3 separate regions of the Sus scrofa genome follow, and regions 2 and 3 are each linked to region 1. A link is a contact called in public HiChIP or PLAC-seq data. All regions are on one chromosome and are shown on one strand. The core of a region is the stretch at or near the end of the contact, and the rest is flanking DNA. Distances in the headings are between cores, read along the strand shown.

Region 1 (4,080 bases), core at 444-2,943:
TAACACACTGACCTGCTAAAAGTAGGAAATAATTGTAAGTTCCTCCAAAGTAGGATGACTATTTCAGAGATTTAAGAAGGAAAGAAAATCCTGAAAAAGAATTCAAGAAAAATAGAAAGGAGAATGCTTCAAAGTAATCCCAGTCCACCTCATTTTCTCCCAAGGCTAATTAGCACTTTAATAATTTTTGCTAACTATACGGCACTTACTCCATACCTTTTGCTAATTAGCATTTAAATAGGTGATGACAGCAACTATATTAAAACTAGAAAGGCTTTCTAGAAATCAAAGTCAGAATGTACCATTTAGAAGGTACTCATTATTATACTCATTACAGGGTTTGCTTTCGATCTGCTTGTTACAACTGCGTCTGGAAAACAGGCAACTCCATTTCGTGATACACTGTAACTAGTACTTAGTTATGCTAATAACTGAATTCTGTAAAACAGTAGATAACCCAAACATCGTCCCAAATATATTTCAGAGATATTTTTGGTTCTTTTATTTGGATCCGGATATCTTTGATTCTTCAACCTCAAGTAAAAGTCACAACCGAAAAAACCGAAGATGTGAATGTCGAGTAATTCCCTATTTTTAATAGGCAATGCGGAGCATTCTTACTCTCTCCCTTCTCTTAGATCAGCAGCTGTCTCCGCAGCTCCAGTAGACTGAGAAAAGGAAAAGGAGGGGGCGTAAAGGAAAGGAAATTGTCTCTGTGGCTTGGTCGTGGGGGTGGGGGTGGGGGTGGTTTAATATCAAAATTAAAGCTTTCCTCTTCAGTTTTAAAGTTCGTCCCCATATTAATGATCTGACATTAAGGATTGTGCAGCCGCGCTTGAGTCTGTCCATCTGTAATTTATAAAAGGAAACGAACAAGGAAGGGATAGAGGCAGCAAAGGGAAGCAGGGCGAGAGCGAGATGTAGGCGCGTGGGGACGGGAAGGGAGAGGCGGATTTGGCAGTCCAAGTGGGGACGAGAGGAACAGGAATGGAAAGTGTGGCCTGGCTGCCCCGCCCTGCGGTGGGGAAGGTGGAGCCCAAGACGTCTCACTCCCCCTCCTCCATTCTGAGGCTTTTCCTTGGAGGTGGGGGCTGCCCGGCATCTAGAAAGAAAGGGTCGGTCGACTTCAAAGGAAAGGTGGTCTCCTGAGGAAGAGCTCAGAGACCTCTCTCCTGGGGCAAACGGGCAGGCAGGGGTGGCAGGGACAAGCACTGGCCCCAAGGCGACGGCTTTGCGGGCGCTGGGGACGTAAAGACCACCAGCAGGTCCCACGAATCTAGACGCCCCAAATTAGGGCTGTCGGTGCAGTGGAGGATGCCGCACTCGCCCCGCCCCCACGGAGGCACGCTCTATCCCCGTGCGACCCTAGGCAGGCCTCGTCTGGTCGCTCCTCCCCACACCCCCGACTCCCGACCCTTTAGTCCGGACCCCCTTCTCGCCAACTCGGGCGACGATCCGCAAAAAAAAATGGCGGCCTAGCCTCGGCGCCTAGTCTCCCGAGTCCCGGGGATTGGCGAGGGAGGTAGTGGCCAGCGTCCGGGACCCGCGACCCACGGGCCTAGCCGGGGGCGGGGCGGGGGCGGCCGAGGCCAGGAGCAGGCGGGAGCTGCGGGCCGGCCGGGCGCGCGCTGGGGCTGGAGCTGGGGCGGGGGCGGGGCGGGGTATCCGGGCGCGCTCCCGGCGCGGCGCGGGCGCGGGCGGAGCGGCGGTGGTTGGACACGGCGGCCCAGAGCCCTCTCGCGGCCGCGGCGGCAGCAGCGCCAACGCCAAGCAGCACCCCGGCCGCTGCCGCCGCCTCGCGCTCCCGCCGCCCGGCCAGACATGAGTGAGGCGGATCGGGTGCCCTCGCCTGCCGCGCCGCCGGCGGTGGTGGCGGCCGCGCCCGAGGAGAAGAAAGGGAAGGAGCCGGAGCGCGAGAAGCTGCCACCCATCGTGTCGGCGGGCGCCGGTGCGGCTGCGGTAGGTGCCGGGCGGGGGCCGCGGGGCGCCCCGACGGCGGGTCGGGAGGGGGTCGAGGGGCGCCCTGGGACCCGCGTCTCCTCCTGGTACCCCCGGACCCATGCGGGGAAAAACGCCCTGGCTGCCCTTCCTCTGGCCGAAATCAGAGTTGTGCCTCCTGGGCAGCCGCGATCACTTCGCGAGCAGCACCTTCCACCCTCGGGAAATGCCGGGGTAGCGGGGTCTCCTGGCTGCTTTCGGTTATTTTTTGGTTGGGGGTGGGGGCACTCTCTCTTAGGAAATGACCAGCACCTTGGAGCCAGCATCATCTGTTGGATGAGGATAAGGTGTCAGACAGGCGAGAGTAGATTTTCCACTGAGCTGCCTGCCTGCAAGCATTGTGGAAGCGAATATTTCCCCCTTTGGTTCGCTTTTCCTTCCCTTCCCCCTTCGGATTGAACCCGCTTTGCGGCGAGTTTCCACTTAATTGTGACCTTTCCTTTACAGTCAGGGTAGTGGGGGGTGGATGCCTCGATGATGGTTTTATTTTTTCATATGGTACAGACATGTGACATAAGGTGGGGAGGCTTTTTTAACCTTTCTTTAGACTCAAGTGATCTAAGCTTCAAGGCGATGATTTCCCAGCAGGATTTTCTTAAGGATTATTTGGGGAGCGCTCTCTGGCTTGAAACTGCATATTGCCAGATGATGTAATGGGCCAGCCCCCCTTCCCTATTTTTACTGGTGGTTATGACTGTTTACTTTGGAGCACACGCACAAAATTAACCTCTGATTTTTGAGATTTTTATTTGAGACAATATTCAAATTACTTCTTGAAACTTTCATACTTTTAAAGACCATGACTTATGCAGCCCTGTGTGACAAAATAGTAAAAGTTTAGAGAACAGGATACATTTTCTTTATTCCTGCTTGCAATTCATTTTCTTAAAACCTCCCTCTTAAGTGACTAAGAACTTATGAAAATAGCTCACTCTAATTTAAAGTATTACAGGAATAATGTTTTGATTCGGCAGGTTTTTCAAAAATGTCTAAGGACTGTGATAACTGGAAATTGTTAGAGCAAGCTTTTTATGTTAAATCAGCACAGCAGAGTGCAGACAGTAATAGAATGACAATTTTAAAAAATTACTGTGGTTGATTGGTAAATTGGAGTTGTGAGTAGGAATTACTTTGGGAAATGCTTTGAAGGAATTTGTCACCCAGCTGCTTTTAGACCCAGTTCCTGCTGTAGGAATCCTAGGCTTTCAGAGCTTATCTGGGAGGTTCTTAACTGGCAAATAGGCAGTGTTTCAGCAGATCATTTCTAAGTCAGTTTAAAACAATGCATATATGCTTATAGGAACAGTTACACGAATGGGGTTAGGTCCTCAAGTAAGCATGATCCCTGAAACTTACCTCATCGTAACTGAAAAATTGAAGACTTGGAATAAAAGCTTGGAGAGATTGATACAGTGTGGACACAGGTCTACAGATTGTTAACTCAAACCCATGGGCTTTTGAAATTCAGAGTTTTTCAGATTGTAGAAAGGTAATTCAGTATATATGTCATGTATAGCATCTACCGTGGGGTCCTGGCCAGTTCCCCATAATCAAGCATAATAATAGCTCTGTAGTGAAAGGGATGTATTGTTCACCCTGAATTAGCTGAGGTCTCTCTGCAGCTTCATATAGTGCAGCTCAGGGTGGATTGTCAGAGTTCAGGTAGGGTACATGTTTTATCACCAAGTGAGTTACTAAAATCTTTCAGTTTTAAAAGCTTAGAGGATTTTGAAAGTGCGAATCAAAGAATCTGGACGAGCGTGACCAATCAGAAGACTAGTTCAAGAAATTTTTAAAAATCTTAAATCAAACCTTGAAAAGACATAGGTTAAATTGGAAGAGTATAAGGATGCCTAGTAAAACTCGAGATTCTGAAGGCAGTTTTGGTGCCTTACAAGCAGGGTGGTAGCATTGTGCAATTTTTTTTTAATTTTTTTTGGGGGGGTTTAACGATAGGTTTTTGGGGTTTTTTTTATGAATTCAGAATTTAAGGCTCTTCTTTGAATTGACAGAGGTTTGTCATTAGCAATGATGTTTTTAGTCATATCAGGAGAGAAAAGGACTTTTTCTCAGGTTTTGCAC
Region 2 (4,477 bases), core at 1,607-4,106, 300 kb after region 1:
AAATGAGGAAGCTTGGCCACTTGGACACTGGGGATACCCATGAACAGAGGAGAGGCCAGTGGGATAATGGCTATCTGCAAGTCAAGGAGAGAGACTGAAAGAGAAATCAAACCTGCCAACACCTTGACTTTGGACTTCCAGCCTCAAAAACTGTGGAAAATAAATTTCTGTGGTTTAAGCCACCCACTCTGTTGTATTTTATTACGGCAGCCCTGAGAAATTAATACACCTCATCTAAGTGGAATCATACAGTATTTGTCTTTTTGTGACTGCCTTATTTCACTTAATGTCCTCTAGGTTCATCCATGTTGTAGCATATGACAGGTATCCTTTTTTAAAACTGAATAATAGTCTATTGTATGTATATACCACATTTTGTTGATCAGTTCATCTGATCATGGACATTTGGGTTACTTCTACCGCTTGGCTATTGTGAATAATGCTGCTATGAATGTGGGTGTGCAAATATCTCTTCAAGGCCCTGCTTTCAATTCTTTTGTGCATAGGTCCAAAAGAAGAATGACTGGATCATGTGGTAGTTCTATTTTAAATTTTTTGAGGAAATGTCACATTGCTTTTCTCAGCAGTTGCACCATTTTACAATCCCACCAGGAATGCTCGTTTCCAATTTCTCCATAAATTTCACCAACACTTCTTATTTTCTGTCCTTTTGATAGTCGTCATCCTTATGAGTGTGTGGTATTATCCCACTGTGGTTTTAATTTGCATTTTTCCACTGAGAAATTTAGAAATTTGATACTTTTTAAAATGAGGACTAAGACCTCCTTGAGATACCATTTACACTCCATATGTTGGAAAAAATTAATCAGACAGTATCCAGCATTGATGAGGACAGAGTTTTTTTTAAGACTCCTAAACTCAGCTAGTGTGTCTATTTTAAACAATCTCTTTGAAAAACAATTTGGCTTTACCTTGTAAAGTGAACATTCATTCCTTGTGACTCAGTGATCCCACCCCTGGATAGTCCATTTCCTCAGTGTTTTTCAAAACTTGTGTTACCACTCATTTGTGAGTTCTGTAATCCATTAACTGAAAGTCATAACTAGCATTTTTCTAAACATTGAAGAAATGAATATTGTTTTATTATTTGATGACACTTTTGTTTTATGTATAAGTATGTTTACTGGCTGAAGACACAAAATGCATTTCTTTTTTTTTTTTTTTTTTTTTTTGTCTTTCTTTTGTTGTTGTTGCTATTTCTTGGGCCGCTCCCGCGGCATATGGAGGTTCCCAGGCTAGGGGTTGAATCGGAGCTGTAGCCACCGGCCTACGCCAGAGCCACAGCAACGCGGGATCCGAGCCGCGTCTGCAACCTACACCACAGCTCCCGGCAACGCCGGATCGCTAACCCACTGAGCAAGGGCAGGGACCGAACCCGCAACCTCATGGTTCCTAGTGGGATTCATTAACCACTGCGCCACGACGGGAACTCCACAAAATGCATTTCTTATACTATAGGCAGTGGTCAAAATGTCTGCCTCTCATTTTAAATACTTGTACATGTGCACCAGAAGAATGCATAGGAATATTCATAGCACTCTTGTTCATAACAAAAAATTGGAAAGAAACCAAATGGCAGCATTGTAAATTTGAGCACATTCCCAAGCAAAAACTGAATTTGCCGAAAAAGAGGTTAAGAAATTCAGGGGAGGGGGAATATGCTTGCCTGCATTGCAAAGGTCAATATGTATCCCTTTACGTTTGCATTATCTTTCTTTTTTTTTTTTTTTTTTTTTGTCTTTTTGCTATTTCTTTGGGCCACTCCCGCGGCATATGGAGGTTCCCAGGCTAGGGGTCGAATTGGAGCTGCAGCCACTGGCCTACGCCAGAGCCACAGCAACACAGGATCCGAGCCGCGTCTGCAACCCACACCACAGCTCACGGCAACGCCGGATCGTTAACCCACTGAGCAAGGGCAGGGACCGAACCGCAACCTCATGGTTCCTAGTCGGATTTGTTAACCACTGCGCCACGACGGGAACTCCTATCTTTCTTTTAAAAGTTTCCTAAGACTAAGGTATAGAGTACGGGATGATCATGAACAGCTGCATCAGTACCTTAGGCGTGAGAATTAATAATGTGCTTTTCTTGCTTCCATAGTAAAAAAAAAAAAAAAAAAATCACAATTCATTAAACTGTCAGCAATGTGTATACCCAGGATAAGCACACCTCAGCCAAATCAACATAATATTGATTTATGATGGGCCCTTCAATTAGTCCCGAGCTAATAACTAAGGGAAAAGTAATTAATCTGAGCAATGCCTCTCCGTTATTAATTTATACTTGGAACAAACTTTCATCGCTTTCCTAATTTCCTAAACGATCTGGGGGCGGTTCATCCAAACTTCCCATCAAGCAAGTCATTCATTTCCGAGAAGTGGCTCACAAAAAACAACAAAATAGCAGTTGCCGGGGCAGGGAGAAGGTTGGGGAGGTGGGGGTTGGGGGAGCACAAAAACAAACCAAACCAGAAAAGAAACCCTCAAGGAGAAAGTGATTGTGGAAGCTGAAAAAAATGGAACATTTCCTCATAACAAGTCCAAAATAATATGTAAGATCGGAGAGAAAACTTTCGAGAGTTCTTTCCAGTGTTGTAGCAGTAAGGAAATTCAGACCAGGAAATCCATTCTTTAAACAGAGACAATAAGCAGAATTGTTCGACTCCATCAAAAGCCACCACAAAGATGGCGGTGGGACGAAGCCCCTTCTTCTCCCGCGGCCGGAGGCTCTCGCCTCACATTTCCCACAAGCCCCTCCGCGCGGCCTGGCTCTCCGAAACCCAGCCGGCCGCTCTGCCGCCACTGCGCACGCGCGGCACGACGTCACGTGCGCTCCCGGGCTCAGCAGAGCTGGCAGGAGGGGCCTTGCCAGCTTCCGCCGTCGCGTCGCTTAGTGTCTCAAACGGCGGGTTCGCTGTGCCTCCGCCGTCTCAGGGCAGCCAGGGGTCGTGGGGCTGGGCGAGGGGTGCGCGGCAGCGCGGCCATGGGACTGAGTCGAGCCCGGTGACAGCAGGGAGTCAAGCGGCCCGGGCCCTGAGCTCCTCTCCTCCCGGGGCCCTCGCCCTCCTGCTCGCGGGGCCGGGGCTCCTGCTGCCGCTGCTGGCGCTGCTGCTGGTGGCGGCGGCGGCCAGGATCATGTCGGGCCGCCGCTGCGCCGGCGGGGGCGCGGCCTGCGCGGGCGCGGCGACCGAGGCGGTGGAGCCGGCCGCCCGCGAGCTGTTCGAAGCGTGCCGCAACGGGGACGTGGAGCGAGTCAAGAGACTAGTTACGCCCGAGAAGGTGAACAGCCGCGACACGGCGGGCAGGAAGTCCACGCCGCTCCACTTCGCCGCAGGTAACCCAGGCCATTGCCGCCTCGACTCGCCCCAGACCCCACCTGCGCACCCAGGCTCGCAGGCCCCAAAGCAGACATAATGCTCCTCTGACCCCGGCCTTTCCCATAGGACCCCGGTCCCATTCATCTCGATGTTGTCGAATGGGAACTGAGGAAATGGGGGTAGGGGAGTAGGGGCGAGCGTGCTGAACTCACTGGAAGTTTTGTTTTTGTTTTTGCTTTGTTTTGTTTTGTATCGACAATACCTGTACCAACTTCCGGTCTTACTAACCTGAAAGGCCTTGTACACACAGAGTAAGAGATGTAATAGACCTTGTGATTTTAAAGGCCAGTTAACTGTAAAATCTATCGTTCTTGCACGTTCCACTGTAACACTTAACAATCCTTTGATATACAATCTTAAAGGCTTTTATAAAACGCAGGAGTGTAATTCAAGAAGAGTAGCTTAATTGACCATTGACACATTACCCTTAATGAGTTTATCAGGGTAGCAAGTTTCTAGAGAGACTAGAACTGGAAATAGTCAAGTTTGGGAGAACTGAGATCTGACTTAGGCTGGGTGCGATTGGGTAGTCCCTGCCAGACTCAACTTAGGGTGGAAAGTAGAATGAGAGGAAAGACGGTGCAGGTTCTCTAGCTTGGATTTAGAATTTAAATTGGTACTAGCCTCGCCTCATTCTGAGATTTAGATTGTTTGAAGTACTTTATTTTAATTTTTGCTAGGTTCACTTTGTAATATAAGCTTTTTAAATTTAATTGAAAAATTAAAAAATTAAAGATGAAACAGCTCATTTCTACAAGGCATTTATGCTTTTCTTTTTGAGGAAAGATCGTGATTATCCTCAAGGGAGCCATGCACGATTAAAAGTGGGAATAGAGTGTCATACTTCCGTTAGTCCTGGTTTTTCATTTTGGGTATTACATGCTTGTTTAAAATAATTTTTTGAAAAAGCAGAACTATATGTTTTAAAGCACTGTTTTTTGGAGTAGGAATGATGTGCAGAGAAGGAAAGATTTCCGTATTCACAGACATTGTTGGGCTCCCACTGAGAAGCCTTTTAAGGGAGAAGATTTAGGAGGCCATTGGTGGGAGAAGTAGAAACAAGACTGTAGGCAGCAGAAA
Region 3 (4,115 bases), core at 478-2,977, 440 kb after region 1:
GAGGTTCCCAGGCTAGGACTGAATCAGAGCTACAGCTGCCAGCCTACACCACAGCCACAGCAAAATGGGATACTAGTCAGGTTCGTTTTCACTGTACCACAACGGAAACTCCTGGTTTATTCTGAAGCCCTCATTTCTAGTATGAGGTGTTTAGCATGTGGTGGGTACTTAATTTTGGCTGAATAAATGAATATAGTGTGTAATCAGTAAATGTACCTGCTTGTTAGTTTCAGTGGTGGTAGATGAACTGAGAAGGCAGGTGGGAGGAGGCTGTGATATGCCAAGATATTAGAACATCAGTTTGGAATTCCCACTGTGGCACAGTGAAAACTAATCTGACTAGGAATCATGAGGTTGCAGGTTTGATCCCTGGCCTCGCTCAGTGGGTTAAGGATCCGGTGTTGCTGTGAGCTGTGGTGTAGGTCACAGACGTGGCTCAGATCTTGTGTTGCTGAGGCTGACAGCTGTGGCTCCAATTTGACCCCTAGCCTGGGAACCTCCATATGTCGTGGGTGTGGCCCTAAAAAGGAGAAAAAGAAAAAAAGAAAAAAGAACATCAGCTTAATCAGATTTTTGTCTAATTGCATAAACAGTGCCTAACAGAGTGTCTGGTATAGAGCAGGGACCAAACTAATATTTGCTGAGTGAATGAACAGTAAATATTATTACTAGCTTGGATGTCAGGCAAATTACCAACTTAGTTTTCCCACCTATAAAGTGAACATTAATACTTTCTTTACAGGATTGGCCTACAAATTATGTGAGATAACGCATGCCAAATGATTAGCACACAGTAGGTTCTTAAGTTAGTTTCTTTCCCTTTATGGTCTATAAACTCTTGTAAACTCTTGTAGATACATGACATCATTTTATTCCTATAGTAATTCTCATTAGCTTCATTTTACAGATGAGAAAGACTCAGGGATTGAGGCATAGCCTCTTCAGGTAATGAGTAGTCAATGGACAAGTTTTATGACACGATAAAAGCAGTGTTTCTTGAAGACTAATCTGTTGGAGGCCTGAAAGATTAGCTCAATTGAAGAAGTTGGAAAAATATCCCTTTGACAATTATTATAAAAATCAGGTTTAAGATAAGGGCCTGCACCAGGTGACAGAGAAATGTTTAAAAGACTAATAAGTTAAGCAATTGAATAGATGCATAAGCAAATAAATATAAACATAAATGGCTGAGAATTTTCAAATCTGATGAGAAAATGACGGGACCAAAAAGAGAAACAATTAGGAAACCAAACTTGGCAAAATGGCTGGCAGAAGACCTTTCCTCCAGTGCCCATGCAGAACATATGGCAGGAATATGGCAAACATTTGGGCCGTGTCTTCAGAAGTACCGTCGCAGATCTTTCTGGATTTCACCCTTCCCTCTGGCACTGCCACCCGGACTAGAGAGTTCTCTGGTCCCTCGGATATTGCTTTCTCTAGGAAAATCCGGTGGGACAAAAATGGGGCTGGAGGAATCAGAAACATAGGTTTTGAACTTCCAGAACCCGGGCTACAGAGTCTTTTTTCCTTTTTTAGAAAATTAAGGGGACTCTTACTTCTCCTCTCCTGCCTCCTCTGAAGACTAACAATCCCCTTCTGATGGGCACCACGAGCTAGTTCGCAGGCGCGCGCCGCCGGGGGAAGCCTCTCGCACTCCTTTGGCTCAGCGGCCAAGCGGAAACCCTCGCGGGGGCTGACGTCACTTCCGGCGCGCTGACGCTCAGTCCGGCGTGCCGACGCCTACGTCAGCAAAGAGCGGGGCTGGGGGCACCCGGTTTGAAGTCGTGCGGGTCGGAGGACTGCCGCCTCCGACTCTGTCTCAGACCTTTGCGCCCCGGCCGCGGTGGGTACGAGCTCGGGTAGGCGGCGGGGCAGATGCCCGAGGGCCCGCGCCAGGACGCCCCTCGCCGCACTGGCCGCTCCCTTTTGCTTCGGGGCCTGGGCCTGCGCCGCTCTGCTCTCTGGAAACTAGCGCCTCCGCGGCGCCGCGGGTCGCTCGCGGCGAGCTCCGAACCGCCGGCGCCCGGCCATGGCGGTCTCCAGGTAAGTCTAGCTCTTCCCGAGCCGACGGTAAATCGGCCCGGCCGAGGCACAGTCTCCTCTCGGTGCACCCACTCCTAGAAAGGAGCGGTTCCCATTGTCACTGGGCTCGGGCGCCTTCCTCCCCACACTCAGGAGTTTTCCCCTTGGTCTGCGAGGGTTTTGGCTCTGGTTACTTCTCCTAAATCGGTTAAAAAAACGTCTCTTTCTTGTTGAATACAGCCTTTGGCACGTTAGAGCTAGTTTTTCTCTTTCCTCACCATGTTTCTCATCTGTGGTTTCTCTTCCCTCTTTCAGTTCTAGGAGAGTCTCTTCTCTTTCATAGTATTCTAAGGCCGATCCCTAACCTCCATTTCACGGGAAAACTTGGTAGTAACTGTCGACGTCGGGGAGGTTTGAGTTACTATTATCCAAATGACCTTTTAATTATGTGAAAATTTTTTCTTTACGTCTTTAGGGATATGTTCTTTCCTTGGGACTTTTTTTTTACAATACAAAATAATTCTTCCTTTTGTTTGGCAGTACCTACTCGATCGTCAGCGTTGTAATCTGTAGCAAATTATTGAATCGGCATCATCTTCTTAACCAAGGCGCGAAAGATGGATCGCAAATCTTAAATTATTTTAAAGTGATGCCCATCAGTAGCAAAGTCTAGGAAAACTGTAGGAAAACCAGCAAGACATTTATTTGTATAGCTATAGGAGGAACTTCTTTCCTCCAGTATTAAAGAATGGTGGGAATACATTTTGGCAGAGGCTCGATGTTAGTGGGCATATGGACATGTAAATAGGGGATAGTCTTTCTCAGAGCAGTCAGAAAGATTGAGCAAGTTTATTGTTAGTTTTCATGAGTAGTTTTCTACCACATAGACTGAAGGGGGAAATGATGACAGTTCAGAAAACATCGTTTTTATTCATTTTTCATAGTTGAGCACATTCCTATTTTGCAAGTGAAAAGATAACCCATCCCTTGCATACTCTCCAGATAAATTATGAAAGAGCGTGTGGGAGAAACACATGAGAATTGGGTTGCAAGATAACTGTAGCAGGGGCATCCAAGTTTTATTTCATAGATTAGTTGAATTCATTAATGTGAGGAGGTTCTTATTTTGTGATTTATAAAAATACCTTGAGAGAATACAAGTAATGTTTTCAGTTTTTGCAAATACAGGAAGGTGTATATTTTAATTGGTTGCCTATAATGTGAATATATAGATATATATGTTATAAACACATTGATACATAAACTTAATATGGAATTCTGTTTATAAGATGATACAGTGTTTAAAGGAATGAGCAGCTCTTGAAATTTCCTTCTTGTGCAGATTGAATATTTTCGTAGTACTAGATGTAGTGACAAAATGAAAGTTGTATAGCAACAAAATGAAAGTTTAGGAGTTCCCGTCATGGCTCATGGGAAATGAATCTGACTAGGATCCATGAGGACACAGGTCCGATCGCTGGCCTCCCTCAGTGGGTAAAGGATCCGGCGCTGGTGTGAGTTGTAGTGTAGGTCATAGACTTGGCTTGAATCTGGCATTGCTGCGTCTGTGGTGTAGGCCAGCGGCTACAGCTGCAGTTGGACCACTAGCTTGGAACCTCCATATGCCGCAGGTGCAGCCCTAAAAAAAAAAAAAAAAAAAAAAAAAGCCAAAAAAAAAAAAAAAAAGAGTTTAAAGAGTGCCTAATCTGCTTCTGCTTCTATTTGCAGAAGTTTAGAAACCTGAATTACTGAATGAATGAGTGGGTTTTGAAAGCAGCTGCTTTATATTCTTGACATTGGATTTCAAAGGGTAGTACTCTTTTTTCTGTAGATCTTTTTTATTTAGCTTGCCAAAATTATATTAAATTCTACCTTAAAAAGAAAGCCTGTCATGGTTTTATAAAAGAGCTGGTCCTGTGCTTATTTTGGTAATATAATAGGTTCAAGGAAAACACTTCTGAGACACTTTCTGGTTTGGGGATAACTGCCAGGCCTTGACTTTTTCATCTGAAGATTCACTTTGAATAGCAAACTTTAATTTTAAGCAGGCTTTCTCCATGCACTGAGCACATGTCTTTATTAGCTAAATTTCC

What was found. HiChIP or PLAC-seq counts read pairs in DNA pulled down with a chosen protein or histone mark.
Region 2: an H3K27ac HiChIP or PLAC-seq map of alveolar macrophages shows a contact between it and region 1. The contact joins the promoter of TNKS2 here to the promoter of HECTD2 in region 1. A contact is called at or near these places in 1 of 5 promoter capture datasets (liver), 2 of 47 Hi-C or Micro-C datasets (heart right ventricle and skeletal muscle) and 2 of 2 datasets of contacts at active chromatin or transcription factors (alveolar macrophages and skeletal muscle).
Region 3: an H3K27ac HiChIP or PLAC-seq map of alveolar macrophages shows a contact between it and region 1. The contact joins the promoter of BTAF1 here to the promoter of HECTD2 in region 1. A contact is called at or near these places in 2 of 5 promoter capture datasets (fetal liver and liver), 5 of 47 Hi-C or Micro-C datasets (alveolar macrophages, embryonic fibroblasts, fetal skeletal muscle and 2 more) and 2 of 2 datasets of contacts at active chromatin or transcription factors (alveolar macrophages and skeletal muscle).

Annotation. Positions count from the first base shown.
Region 1 is chr14:103,093,999-103,098,078 of Sscrofa11.1, forward strand. HECTD2 (probable E3 ubiquitin-protein ligase HECTD2) reads left to right here and starts at 1,694. Exons shown (of 21, transcript XM_003483528.4): 1 at 1,694-1,959. The coding sequence starts at 1,822.
Region 2 is chr14:103,393,568-103,398,044 of Sscrofa11.1, forward strand. TNKS2 (tankyrase-2) reads left to right here and starts at 2,857. Exons shown (of 27, transcript XM_001926556.7): 1 at 2,857-3,354. The coding sequence starts at 3,156.
Region 3 is chr14:103,529,019-103,533,133 of Sscrofa11.1, forward strand. BTAF1 (TATA-binding protein-associated factor 172) reads left to right here and starts at 1,728. Exons shown (of 38, transcript XM_003359291.5): 1 at 1,728-2,043. The coding sequence starts at 2,030.